2 separate regions of the Mus musculus genome follow, and region 2 is linked to region 1. The links are chromatin contacts, called in public promoter capture Hi-C maps. All regions are on one chromosome and are shown on one strand. The core of a region is the stretch at or near the end of the contact, and the rest is flanking DNA. Distances in the headings are between cores, read along the strand shown. Region 1 holds the start of Per3 (period circadian clock 3). Region 2 holds the start of Srm (spermidine synthase).

Region 1 (6,379 bases), core at 3,678-6,177:
GTGGAATGTAGTGATTAGCTGAGTTGATCCATCCCAGCTATGCCACCTGTAGTAAGGCTCTGTGACTTTGGGCAAGCAGTTGGGTCTGTCTGGACCTCAAGTGTCCTCATGAATAAAATGAAGATGGTAATGGTGTCCACCTTGTGTTGTTAGGACAAACCTGGTTATTACATAAGAAAGTACCTGGCATAGGAGAACAGAAATAGTAATTATGTAAATAATGTATATAGCTAGCACATAGCTACTCCCACCACTCTTGTGACTGCATATTAGAAGAACTCACTTTATTTTCATTCCAGTCTATGCGAACATCCTAGCAAAGCATGCCTTCCTTTGCTAGTTCTTGTTAGTATTTCCTTTTCCACTTTTGAGTTTAGTCTTCCCCAGAGCCCTGTAGCATGTAAAGAAGCTGCCAGTGGAAAACTGGCCAAGTCAGTTTCTCTCTGTCCCTCTTTAGACAGTAGAAGTCCATCCCTACTGAGTATTTGCACACACAAAGACTAACATGCCCTTTTCATTGTTTCTAAATCTTCCCTGCCTCTTAGTGTGGTGTGTCTCTTAATGAAGAACCGATGAAACTGAAGCCCGATATTCAGGATCTTCTTCAAGACTTTCTACTTAGAACCTGCCGTGTTATCGAGCTTACCTATTGTTTTTTTTCCAAATGATTATTTTTGTTAGTTTACATACAGTTTAGTGCCTAGAAAATGTGCCTTTGTTTTTCATATACACTCCAAACTGGAGGTGTGACCTACCCTCCCCACATTTTGCACAGTGCCTTTACAGATTTCTGGACTGGGAAAGAGGACTTGTGTAGTTCTGAGTGCTGAATGGAGGTGGATGTTGTCACTCAAGATGACTTGTTGTGGATTCCAGGAAGGGGGTTTTGTTCAAGGCAGCTGTCCCCACATCTGACATCATCTTCAAAACCACATTTTAAACTTTTGGGTAATTAGATTCCTAACTTGGACCTTCCAAGAAGAACACTACTGCCTAACAGCAATGGGTGACAATAGCAGGGTGTGCCTTATTTTGATAGCTAGGAAACTGTTCTTTAAGATTATTCTCCGTTTGTAAGCACTACTGACTCCCGCTGTATTTAAGATGCTGGTGAAGAGCTCATGCTCTTATGTTAGATATGACTATGTTTACTTTCTTGTTCTTGTTGTATATCACTCCTAAAATAGTATTTTAACCAGAAATAACCCTTTAAGAAGTTTTTATAGAACTATGACCAAAGTTTCTATTTTGCCAAAAGTTAAGTACAAATAAATTGCCCCAATAGATACATTCAAATAAGTGCCAAATGTAACTCAAGGTGTCCTTTAAGAAAAATGTTAATACTGTGAGAGCGAGCCTTCAACATGTCGGCAGTCCATCCTGTGAAATGCTATAGAGAAGGCTAGTCATTCTGATTTGGTTTCTTCTTTAGAGCTATGGAGGTGGGCTCAGATCACACCTGTAGACAAGATACTTAGCCAGCAGTTTGTAGACTGAGCTAGGCTGTGGTCTCTAGTGCGATGTGAGCAGTAGCCGTGCAGCCTCACCAAGGCATCAGTCTGCACAGAGTTCCAGAAGACTGTGTACTGCTTGTACTCATCTCTGTCTTATGCTTGAGGTAAGCCACCGGTCACTCGTAGAGGATAGCTAACCAGAGATGCCTGGTGCTCTTAGAATGTAGCCATTGCTGTCTGGGACAGTTTCATTGTTTATATGAGACTTTCATCAAGGCTTGGTTCAAAGACAGGAGTTCAGGCATGGGTGGAATTGAGGAAGTGGTGAAGGGAAAGCTGCTTGCCTATGGCAGTGCCACTAGAATGTCCTGAAATCTGTGTTTGTGTGTAAAGCAGCATTACTCAAGATGTCATAGAATCTGGTTCTAGTTTTTTGTTTTTGTTTTGTTTTTTGAGACAGGGTTTCTCTGTATAGCCCTTGCTGTCCTGGAACTCACTTTGTAGACCAGGCTGGCTCGAACTCAAAAATCCGCCTGCCTCTGCCTCCCAAGTGCAGGGATTAAAGGCGTGTGCCACCAACGCCCAACTGGTTCTAGTTTTTTATCTGTTCCCCTAACATTACTGAAACAATACAGATGTTGAAGATATGCCTTGCCGCATCAGCCTAGGGCTTCTGTCCTGGTCTGACCTCACAACTTTGGTGCTGTCTCCTCATATTCTGTCCCATGTAACTCAGTGGCTCCTGTATTAACACAGTGATACCTCGCTTCTCTGTGCATTTAGCTGGGAATGTTCCCGGTATGGTGACCAGAATAAAGTTGTTTATTAACATGATCCTGTGTCGTGTTTCTTGGAGTGGAGTTGGGAATACACCTGATGCATGTCCTAAACTTCTGACCCTTGATGCTCCCCCTCCCTCCCTGACAAACTATGTTTTTTTCTTATTCATTATCCTAGGAGCACATATTCCTGTGAGAAGATGTAGATCTCACCCTGTGTTAGGGGACTCTAGAGCAACAGAACTAATAAGGTGAACATATATTTTTAAAAGATTTTTATTATGTGGTATGGTCTACCTCACACTGAAGATGCTGAGAACCTGATAGCTGCTTAGTCCATGAGGCTGAGTTCCTCAGAAGTTTCCATCTGGTACTGTGGGCCTGGAGGACTCCTGGAAAATCTCTGGTGTTAAGCCCATGTGGAAGCCCATGTGGAAGCCCATGAAAACATACTGAGTTCTGATAACATCAGAGTGCAGCAACAGCAGGGTAGATTAACTCGCCTGTGAGTGAAGGCTTGCAGGCAAAGAGCAGAGCTTCCTTCTCCTATCTTCCCCACTTTACATACTCCGAGCAGGGAAACCCATCAGGAATACCTGGCAGGCTGCCTTTTAGTTGATTCCACATACAATGGAGTCGACAACTGGAATTAACCATCATATACCTTAATGAAAAGTGCTTTTCAGAGCAGAGATGAGTCCATAGCTGGTTTGCAGTTACCAGACCAGTAAGGATTTGGCTATTGGGTTTCTTAAATAGTGTCTTCTGGAAGTGATTTGTAGAGTTGACCCTGGTACACCACACAGCTACCAACCACACAGGTAAACTTAGGGGAGGCATGTCCCAAATGTGTGGCTTTTTTTTTTTTTTAATCTGCCTTCCTTTGAATATATTTCCCCTCATTCCCCCACTCTTGCAAACAATGTAATATAGACCGGGTAGGATTTTGTCTATGTTTACAACATAAAAGTCTAAATACTTTTCCTTAAGCACAAACCCCATCACAATCTGGCCCTTCCTTTCTCCCATTGCTTCAGGTTCTTTTTTTTTTTTTAGATTTATTTATTATTATTATATCTAAGTAACTGTAGCTGTCTTCAGACACACCAGAAGAGCATCAGATCTCATTATTGATTGTTGTGAGCCACCATGTGATTGCTGGGATTTGAACTTGGGACCTTCAGAAGAGCAGTCAGTGCTCTTAAGCACTGAGCCGTCTTTCTAGCCCTCGCTTCAGGTTCTTAATGACTAACCTGTACTTCACAAGGATGGCCTGAAAGGGACAGTGCTTTTCAGTTCTGTTAGCCCACCCATTTCCCCCACCCCAAAGGATCACTCAGATTCAGTTCCCCTTCTCAGCGGCCCTCCCTTACCCTCCAGCCTGTTCCCTGGGGCTCTTGCCTCCTTCCTCTGTCCTTCCCATTCCTACCAGTTTATGTCCTACCAGCATCTTAGGCTTTCTTGACTTTGAGGCATCATCCATGTGTTGTATGTTGAGTATGAGAGAATTTGGTTCTGTCCTCAGTACAATAATCCCTGCCCACATGTGCACCCAATGGTCGTACAATGAATGTTTCTTGAAGAACTCAGGAGTAGAGTAATCCAGTGTGGAGAAAGACTTTTTTTAAAAATCGGTCATTTGCCCAATATGAAATGTGGATACTTGCTCTCTGGCATTTTCCCCTTCTCCTTTGGCCTGAACACTTTCATTCATCCAACAAATACTTAGTGTATTTTTTTAAAGATCTTATTATTTATGTGGTGTATGTCTGGATAGCGTATGCTCACTGTGCAGGTGTCTTGATGGATGAGGGCATTGGATCTCCTATAACTGGAATTACAGGCACTTTGTGAGACACTGATAGAAGATGCCTGGGAACCATCCAAAGGAAGAGCAGTAGGTGCTTAACTCTCAAGTGCTGTGCCATCTCTCCACCCACTACCGAGTGTGTTCTTGATGTACCCAGGCAGCAGAAGGCTGGAGCTCTGCCCTGTACCTTTCGTTTCTGAAGGGTAGAGACAGTTATGTAAAAGGAGCATCCTGGCTGTTTCCTCGAAAACAGAGCGTCGCTTACAATACTATCTAACTCCTGTTGCCAAATGAACCTGTAACTCGAGGGCAGCCAAGGACCTTACCTTGTACCATTAAACTTGTATTTCTGAAAATACGGTTGGATTCTACCTGGGTTCACTCACCTATATTGGCGGGTGGGAGAAAGCAGCAAGTTTTGGAAAGATGAAAACAATGGGAACCCCAAAGCACTGCATTCCTGGGATACCGGGGAGCCCCAGAGGCCTGCGGACTCACAAGCGCCACCGGGTCCACTTACCTGTTGGCTGCGCGGACCCCGCCCTCCCGTGACTGACAGCCCCAAGGCCACGCCTCCGGGAAGCCCGGCAGTAGACTTGCGCGGCCCGGCCCTGTTGTCTTCCAGGCCACTCCACTTGGCCAGGATTGGCCGAGAGCCGCCCTCGCCCGACCCGCGCGTTATGTAAGGTACTCGGGGGCCTTTGCACCCGCCCACCCGCCCGCGGTTATGTAACCCCCGCCGTGCACGACCTGCACCCCGCCCTCTGACCAATGGGAGCTCGTGTTGCCGGTAACAGCGACCAATCGCGCGGCGAAGGGGCGGGACCGGATCCCTGGCGCGCAGGGGGCGGGGCCGGCGGCCACTGGGCACGCGGACGGCCTCGAGACTGGACTGCCCGCGGGTGGGCGAGGCTCTGCGGGGCGGCGGCGAGTTGCTCGGCTGGCGGGACGCCTGCGAGCCCGCACGGCCGGGCGCTGCTGCCCCTGCCTTCTGCCCGGTCACGCCGGACGTTGCTCTCTGAGGTGTTTCTCGATGCTCGCCGGCTTCCCAGCAAGGACGGTGGAAAAGTTGTTGCAGGCTGACCGCGCTCCCTGAGAGCCCCGCTGGTGGTCCGTCCAGCCAGCTTCCGCCATCGAGCTGTCGCTGTAGCTCGTCACCCCAGCAGAGTCTGTGGAAATGCTGAGGAGAAAAGTGCCCCTCAGATGAGCGTGGTCGGCGACCAGTCTTTCCCGAAGGCGATGGCAGGGACCAAAACAAGCCGGGTTTGGTTGCTAGCTGCAAACTGAGAGAAGCAGGCTGAGGGCTGCCAGGCGGGATGGATCCCTGTGGAGACCCGGCAGTACCTGGTGGCGACTGTCCCCAGACTAGGGGACCGGGGCTCCAGGGGGCGTCTGGCCAGGAGGGTCCTCTGCAGGGCACTTGCGTGGACAGCAGCCACAGGTGACGCTAGGAAGTCTCCCCACCACCCTCTGTGTTTATTGTCCTTCCCTGGAGCAGGGAAAGCAGGATTTACAACTTTTTATTGTATTTTTGATCCCGGGGACGCGGTAGGGGGGGGAGGCGACCTGAAAGGGAACTTCCAAATAGTTCGGTGAGGATTGATGGGAGGGGGAATGTTACTAAACTAAATTACCAGAGTACGGAAAGAAAGAGGAAAGTGGTTAAAGAATTTGACGGAGTTGGGACTGAAGGGAGAATGAAAGTGTAGAATGTCCCCTACCTGGAAGAGAAAGGGCATTAAACCTGTGACCTGGGCTAGTTGAGGTGGCCAGACATCCCTAAAAATCAGATATTCCTTGAGTGTCCACCATTACGGTTTCTTGTTTGTTTTTTTCCTATTCAGTGAACACGAAGACCGAAACAGAATGTCTGAAGAGCTTATAATGGTTGTCCAAGAAATGAAAAAGTATTTCCCAGCCGAGAGGCACACTAAGCCCAGTACCCTAGATGCTCTTAACTATGCCCTGCGCTGTGTACACAGTGTGCAAGGTAAATGCATTGCAGCGAATAGGGTGGCGCTGGGCTCAGTCCTCATGTGCAGTGGAACTCCAGCCTCCAGAGGCTTGGGCTTTATTTGTAGCCAAGACAAGCAAGTCTAAAGCTGATGTAAGTGGTGCTTTAGGCTTTCCAAGTTTGAAAAGCCAGCAGAACGTTATTTGTCTGACAGTTTAGTAACTGTGCAATATTGTGCCTATCTGTTGCAAGAGTAAAGAGTTGAGCAGTTTAAGTAAAACTCAGAGGACTTTTTCAAGGAGCATTGCCTTCCATGGAGATTACACGAGCAAATACATGTCTGGGTTGTTTTTTTCTGTCATGCACACACTTTGGAAATGCA
Region 2 (6,024 bases), core at 1,808-4,307, 2.5 Mb after region 1:
CACAGGGCATAGGCGGTGCTGTACAGAGCTGGTATAGGCGTGGGGCTGAACGCCACAGAGATAGACAGACAGAGACTGAGTCCACCCAGCAGGGCAGGCCAGGCCAGGCCAGGCCAGGCAGCATCGTGGGGCCTGTAACACTTGGTTGGTGGGCAAGAGTCATCTGGGAGTCTGGTCCAGGACTGGTGGTCCCCAGACAACTTGGAAGATCCTTGGTCCAATCCGATTGAGGTCTCGGGTGGTGTCACAGTGGCACCTGGATTCAGCTTATGTCATTGAGGGCCTGGTGGGACATGAAGGCAGTCAGGAGGATGTGCAAGCTGTGCAGGATGAGGCCCAGCAGGGAGCCTGGCAGGCCACTCACCTTCCGGGTGAACTCGGGCAGTACGAAGGCGGCACGGTGCATGTCCGAGTTATAGTATTTCAGCTGCATCTGCTCCACCTGGGCCTGTGTCAACTGCTGCACTGGCTCCCGGAAGTTGGTGCTCTGGGAACCAGGGACAAAGAGCATCAAGATGGGGCTCTTAGTGCCTGCCCTCGCCCCACCCTGCAGGCAGTCACCCCCAGCTCACCGGGTTTTTGCTACACAGCATGAAGCCGATCTGGCCGCTGGGATAGGTAGGAATGCTACAGTAGGCGTAGTCCACCACGGGGAAGAGAGATTTGCAGAAGTGCCTCATCTCCTTGATGAGGTCCAGGTGCAGCCACTGGCACTCACCCTGGCAGCACAGGATGCCATCTTCTTTGAGTGCTGTCTTCATGAGCTGGTAATAGGACTCCTTGAAGAGGCTCTCAGCAGGGCCTAGAGGGGTAGAGCATGGCCATCCTGCCTGAGACCTCCAGGCCACAGTCACCCACAGCAGCTCAGTGGCAAAGCAGGTGCTGGACCCATGTTTGTGGGATGTGGCCCCCTACTGCCTTAGCACCTGGGAGGCCCTGCATTCAAACCCTCCCCCACTGCACCATAGCACACCCGGATGCTGGCCAACAAGCACAGGGAAGAAGCCAAAGAGGAAGCAGAGGTCACTATGGACCAAGGCTAGACCCCCACCGTCCTCAGGCCTCCATCATCACATGGCTCTAGTCTGGGGCTGCTGTGTGCTGCAGGACGCGCGTGCCCTGGCTCACCCATGGGGTCTGAGGAGTCGGTGATGATGACGTCAAAGGCATCTTGGTTCTGTTTCATGAACTCAAAGCCATCGCCCACGTGGAGAGTCAGCTTTGAGCTGGAGAAGCCAACGGCCATGCCAGGCAGGAACTTCTTAGAGACTTCAATGACATCCTGAAGAGGGGGGAGAGGAAGGGCTGGGCTGGACTAGAGGCTGGGGACTCCTGGTGGGGTTTCTTTGGACAAGTCTTCTCTTTTGAAAACCCTTTCCCCCAGATCTACACCACCTCAGCTCTTCATGGTTTTCAGGCCTCAACTCCCTGCAGACCAAGTCCCATCTGAGCTTCTGCATTTTTGAGAGATGGTCTCAGATAACTCACGCTGGCCTCAAACTCTTGATCGTCCTGCTTCTACCCAAGTGCTGGGGCTGTAAGCATGCGTGGCTGCACACTTCCTATCAGCCTGTGTTCTCCATATCTTTTATCCCTGTCTGGCCTCATCATGTCATGCTGTGTTATGGTGTCTTCTCCAACCCAAACACCAGCTCTACACTCAGGGGCTCACCTGTCCATGGCCGTATCAACCCAGCACCTTGGGTAACACTCAGCATACAGTAAGTGCTCACTAAAACCATGCTGGGTCTCAAGGGGAGATGCCATAAGTTGTTGAGCTCTCTGGCTCTGCCTGGGCTCTGAAAGCACTAAGAGTTAACATCCATGGTGTGGTGTGTGCCAGGCCTTAACAATCTGGTTTTCCTACTGAACCCTCTTTTCAGACTGAGGAAACAGGGCAGGGATGGTAAGAACATTGCGCCTCGGGGTGCAGAGTCAGGATGGGACAGAGCTGACTCTGGTGACTCAAATCCAGGCCTCCTGGACTGCACCCACCTCATCAATCTCGCACTGGACCACCGACTCCACAGAGGGGTGCTTCACCACTTCCCGTAGGACGCCCCCATCTCCACCCCCGATGATCAGCACCTGGGCCAGGGAAGGACAAGTCAGGACTGAGCAGGCCCACTCCCACAGAACCTGATCTTCCCAGCTACAGGACTCTGAGTCATTCTCTACTCTCCAGAACGCTTCTGTGCCACGGGGTCCTTCCTGGCAGCCTGGGTTCCCCTCTCGGGGCTTCTAAGGAGACCAGCTCTCCCAGGAGCTCTATTCATCCTGACCGACCCGCATTTTCTGACAGTCATCTGGGTAGCATCTGCCCCCAAACATCCTCACCTAGTGTCAGCCCGACATGCTTTTCTAGGACCCCGAGCTCAGGGCTGAACCCAGGGGCAATGCGGTACCTTCCGCGGGTTGGGGTGGCTGCAGAGCGGCAGGTTGGCGATCATCTCCTGGTAGGAGAACTCATCCCTCTCAGTACACTGGATGACGCCATCCAGAACCAGCACGTTGCCGTAGGTTTTACTGCGGGCAGAGACAGTCGGGGACGTGGGTCCTGGGACACTGGGAGGTTAGGTCCCTGTCCTCCCTGGGCGTGCACGTGGCCGCCATGGGGTCCAGGGGTGGGCATTCGGGGTGACACGTGGCAGGCGAGCCACGTGTGGGGGCTGGGTGGGTCCCGGGGTCCCCTCGGCTGACGTGTCCCGATAGTGACACGTGGACGCAGGGCCGGGCCCAGCGCAGAACTTCTGACAGCTGCACCGGCGCGCGGCGGGCCATACCTGCGGAAGACGAGGATGTCTTGGTACCGCGATCGCCGGTGGTGAAGCAGCTGCTCCACTTGCAGCGACAGGGCCTGGCCGGGCCACAGGCTGCAGGTCTCTCGGAACCAGCCCTCACGGATGGCGGCGGGGCCGGGCGCGGCTGGGCCGTCGGGGCCAGGCTCCATGGCGGGCGGGCGGGCCGACGGAGCGCGTAGCGGGTTCGGGACTGCAGGGCGCGCGGACCCCCCCCAGCACAACGTGACCAGCTCTGCCCGCTGCCCGCGCCGCAACCTAACCCGCTCGGGGGCGGGGCCTACGGAGGGGCGGGACCCCGGCTCTCCAATGGCGGCGTGGGCCGGCCCGCAGCTTCACCAGGAGTTCATTGGCTCCCCGGGCTGCAACTAGCAGTGATTGGTTGGGCCGTGCTGTCTGTCAGCCGCAGCAGGGTAGTGCGGCCGGCTGCCGGGCCACGTGGGGAGAGGCCCTGGCGGCGGGAGGGTTCCGGGGCGGGCCGCGCCGGCGCAGCGGTTCGAGGGCTGGGGCCCATCCTTGGACCCCCGTAGGGTTTGAGCAGATCGTGTCTAGTCTGGGCGCACATGGGACTTTTATTTACTTGCGAGGATTGTCGCGCCATTTGGCTACTTTGCTCCGGATTGTCAGCCAGGAGCGGGTGGCTGCAGAATAAGAATGGAGCTCTTTCTAAATTTACCAGCTGAGGCCCCGCACATGCATATTCAAAACCAAAAAAGACTGGCGCGGCTTTTTTTTTCTTTTTACAAACTGGGTCTTGCTCCTTGAAGGGTGGGAGGGAACGTGGCTGTTTTTATGAAAATGTCAAGGAACTTATCAGAATCACATTAAGCATGCTAATTACCGAATATTAAATGCTAATTGCTCCATACACAGTTTGAATGCCAAAGAAGGAAGACGAACCACGAATAAGCTATTCCTGACACGGTGTCAGGGACGGTTTCTGACTGATACTCAGCAGCCTCCACCTGGAGTGGGAGCATGTCCCCTTGTCATAACGCACAGCTGAAGGGCATGAGCTGTTGCTTGGAGCCCTGTCCCTGCCTTGGCTGACTTCAAGCTCGCAAACGGAGGGAGGGAGGGAGGTCTACAAAGTTGCTACCAGGGCATCCAGGGTCACAATGGCTCAGATGGAGATTCGTGTCCAGTTTTACGAACTTGACGGGGACAGCATGTGTTGTGTACATAAAAAGATAAAGAGGGGGGCTGGAGAGATGGCTCAGCAGTTAAGAGCACTGAGTGCTCTTCCAAAGGTCCTGAGTTCAAATCCCAGCAACCACATGGTGGCTTACAACCATCCGTAATGAGATCTGATGCCCTCTTCTGGTGTGTCTGAAGACAGCTGCAGTGTACTTACATTTAATAATAAATAAATCTAAAAAAAAAATTTTTTTTTTTTAAAAAGAAGCCGGGAGTGGTGGCGCACGCCTTTAATCCCAGCACTCGGGAGGCAGAGGCAGGCGGATTTCTGAGTTCGAGGCCAGCCTGGTCTACAAAGTGAGTGCCAGGACAGCCAGGGCTACACAGAGAAACCCTGTCTCGAAAAACCAAAAAAAAAAAAAAAAAAAAAAAAAAAAGATAAAGAGGTATAAGAATATGTTTTATGGGGGTGTGGTGAGGGATGGGGGAAGAGGGTGCTTCAGCGGGCCCATGCCAAGGCATCCCTTCCCCCTGAGGGACCAGCTACAAGGTATAGTATAGAACAGTTTAGGGCATGGGGAGGGGAGTTAAGAGGGTAGTAGAAGCAGAGAGAGGGAGAGAGTAGAGAAATAGAGGCCAACGTGGAAAAAGGGGAGGGGGCAGAGGGAATGCAGAGATGCAGAGAGAGGAAAGAATAAGAGAGAAGAGGGCGGGGGGGGGGGGGCGGAAAGCAGCCCTTTTTATAGTGGGCCAGGCCTAACTGTGGGGAGGAGCATACCTGGCTGTTACCAGGTAACTATGGGGGCGGAGTCCAAACAGAATACCAACATTGTGGACTCAAGACTATCTACTGAGCAGCCTCCGTACTTACCAACCAGCACAGTTCTGCCTCTGGGCTATGGATGGCTGTTTATTTGCCAGAGGCCCCGAGCCAGAACGCAGCTTGCCAGAAGGCTAGGGATGCTTCCTGGAGATGGCAGCCCCTGAGGGCGGGCTGAGTTGAATCCATTACATTCCTCCCCTAGGAAGTAAGAGAGGGAGCAAAGTTGTTCCGGAATGTGCCCTCTAGGAAGACTGAATTGACCACACCTGTCAGATTTAGGAAGATTCCGATACTGGAAAAACGGCAAGTAAAGCCAGGCATGGTGGTCCATACCTCTAATTCTAGCACTTAATGAGGCAGAGGCATGTTTGGATCTCTGTAAGTTCAAGGTCAGCCTGGTCTACATAGTGAGTTCAGAACGATACACAATGCAACCCTCTCTACAAAACAAAACAACAACAAAACCAAAAAACTAAAAAGCCAACCAACCCCCAAATCCAAACAAAAAACTAAAGCAAGCGAACCAAAAACTAGGAATGCAAACTCCCCAAACGGTTTTGTCTTAAACAAAACTAAATGAAGCCATGTAAGCAGAAATCTTCCAGAGTGCCCAGTGGCCCAAAGTGCCAGCCAGCTGGGGACCTGGACGAAGGCCTGCGGTTTTGCCTTTAGTCTCACTAACCAGTCCACGGAAAACCACAGTGATATAGACACTCAGAAGCCAGGCAGAAAACTGATTTGTCTCTGAAGTCAGGAGTGCTGATGTGCACAAGGGAAGGAAGGCTGGGACAGTGACAAGCTGAGCCTGTCAGTGAACGGTGGCTGCTGGCCAAGGGGCTGCCACACGGTGGCTGTCACTGTACAGACCGGCCAGGCAGTCAACACTGGAGAGTCTTCTCTTTTTTTAAATGTGCACTGGTGTTCTGCCCGCATGTGTGAGGGTAGTCAGATACCTTAGAACAGGAGTTACAGACCGGTGCGAGCTGCCATGTAGGTGCTGGGAACTGAACCCAGATCCTCTGGAAGAAAAACCTGCCCTCTTAACTGCTAAGCCATCTCTCCAGTCTTAGCCTTTTTTTTTTAAAGAACTCAGCTGGGCTGTGGTGGCACACACCTTTAATTCCAGCACGTGGGAGGCAGAGGCAGGGGGATTTCTAAGTTTGAGGCCAGCTTGGCCTACAGAGTGAGTTCCAAGACAGCCAGGGTTATACAGAGAAACCCTGTCTCGAAAAAAACAAACAAACAAACAAAAAAAGAACTCAAAAG

What was found. Capture Hi-C pulls out chosen DNA fragments and counts their contacts.
Region 2: a contact with region 1 is called in a promoter capture Hi-C map of adipose tissue, with 4 times the contacts expected there. The contact joins the promoter of Srm here to the promoter of Per3 in region 1. A contact is called at or near these places in 1 of 39 promoter capture datasets (liver) and 1 of 9 other capture datasets (adipose tissue).

Annotation. Positions count from the first base shown.
Region 1 is chr4:151,043,213-151,049,591 of GRCm38.p6, reverse strand. It overlaps Per3 (period circadian clock 3), which reads left to right and starts at 4,927. Exons shown (of 21, transcript NM_011067.3): 1 at 4,927-5,484; 2 at 5,888-6,033. The coding sequence starts at 5,360. It overlaps Gm38529, which reads right to left and starts at 4,739. Exons shown (of 2, transcript XM_017320565.2): 1 at 4,564-4,739. Vamp3 (vesicle-associated membrane protein 3) reads left to right here. Exons shown (of 5, transcript NM_009498.4): 5 at 546-2,287. The coding sequence ends at 562.
Region 2 is chr4:148,588,546-148,594,569 of GRCm38.p6, reverse strand. Srm (spermidine synthase) reads right to left here and starts at 3,057. Exons shown (of 7, transcript NM_009272.4): 1 at 2,784-3,057; 2 at 2,406-2,526; 3 at 1,996-2,088; 4 at 1,129-1,282; 5 at 573-802; 6 at 365-487; 7 at 1-283. The coding sequence starts at 2,950. The coding sequence ends at 263.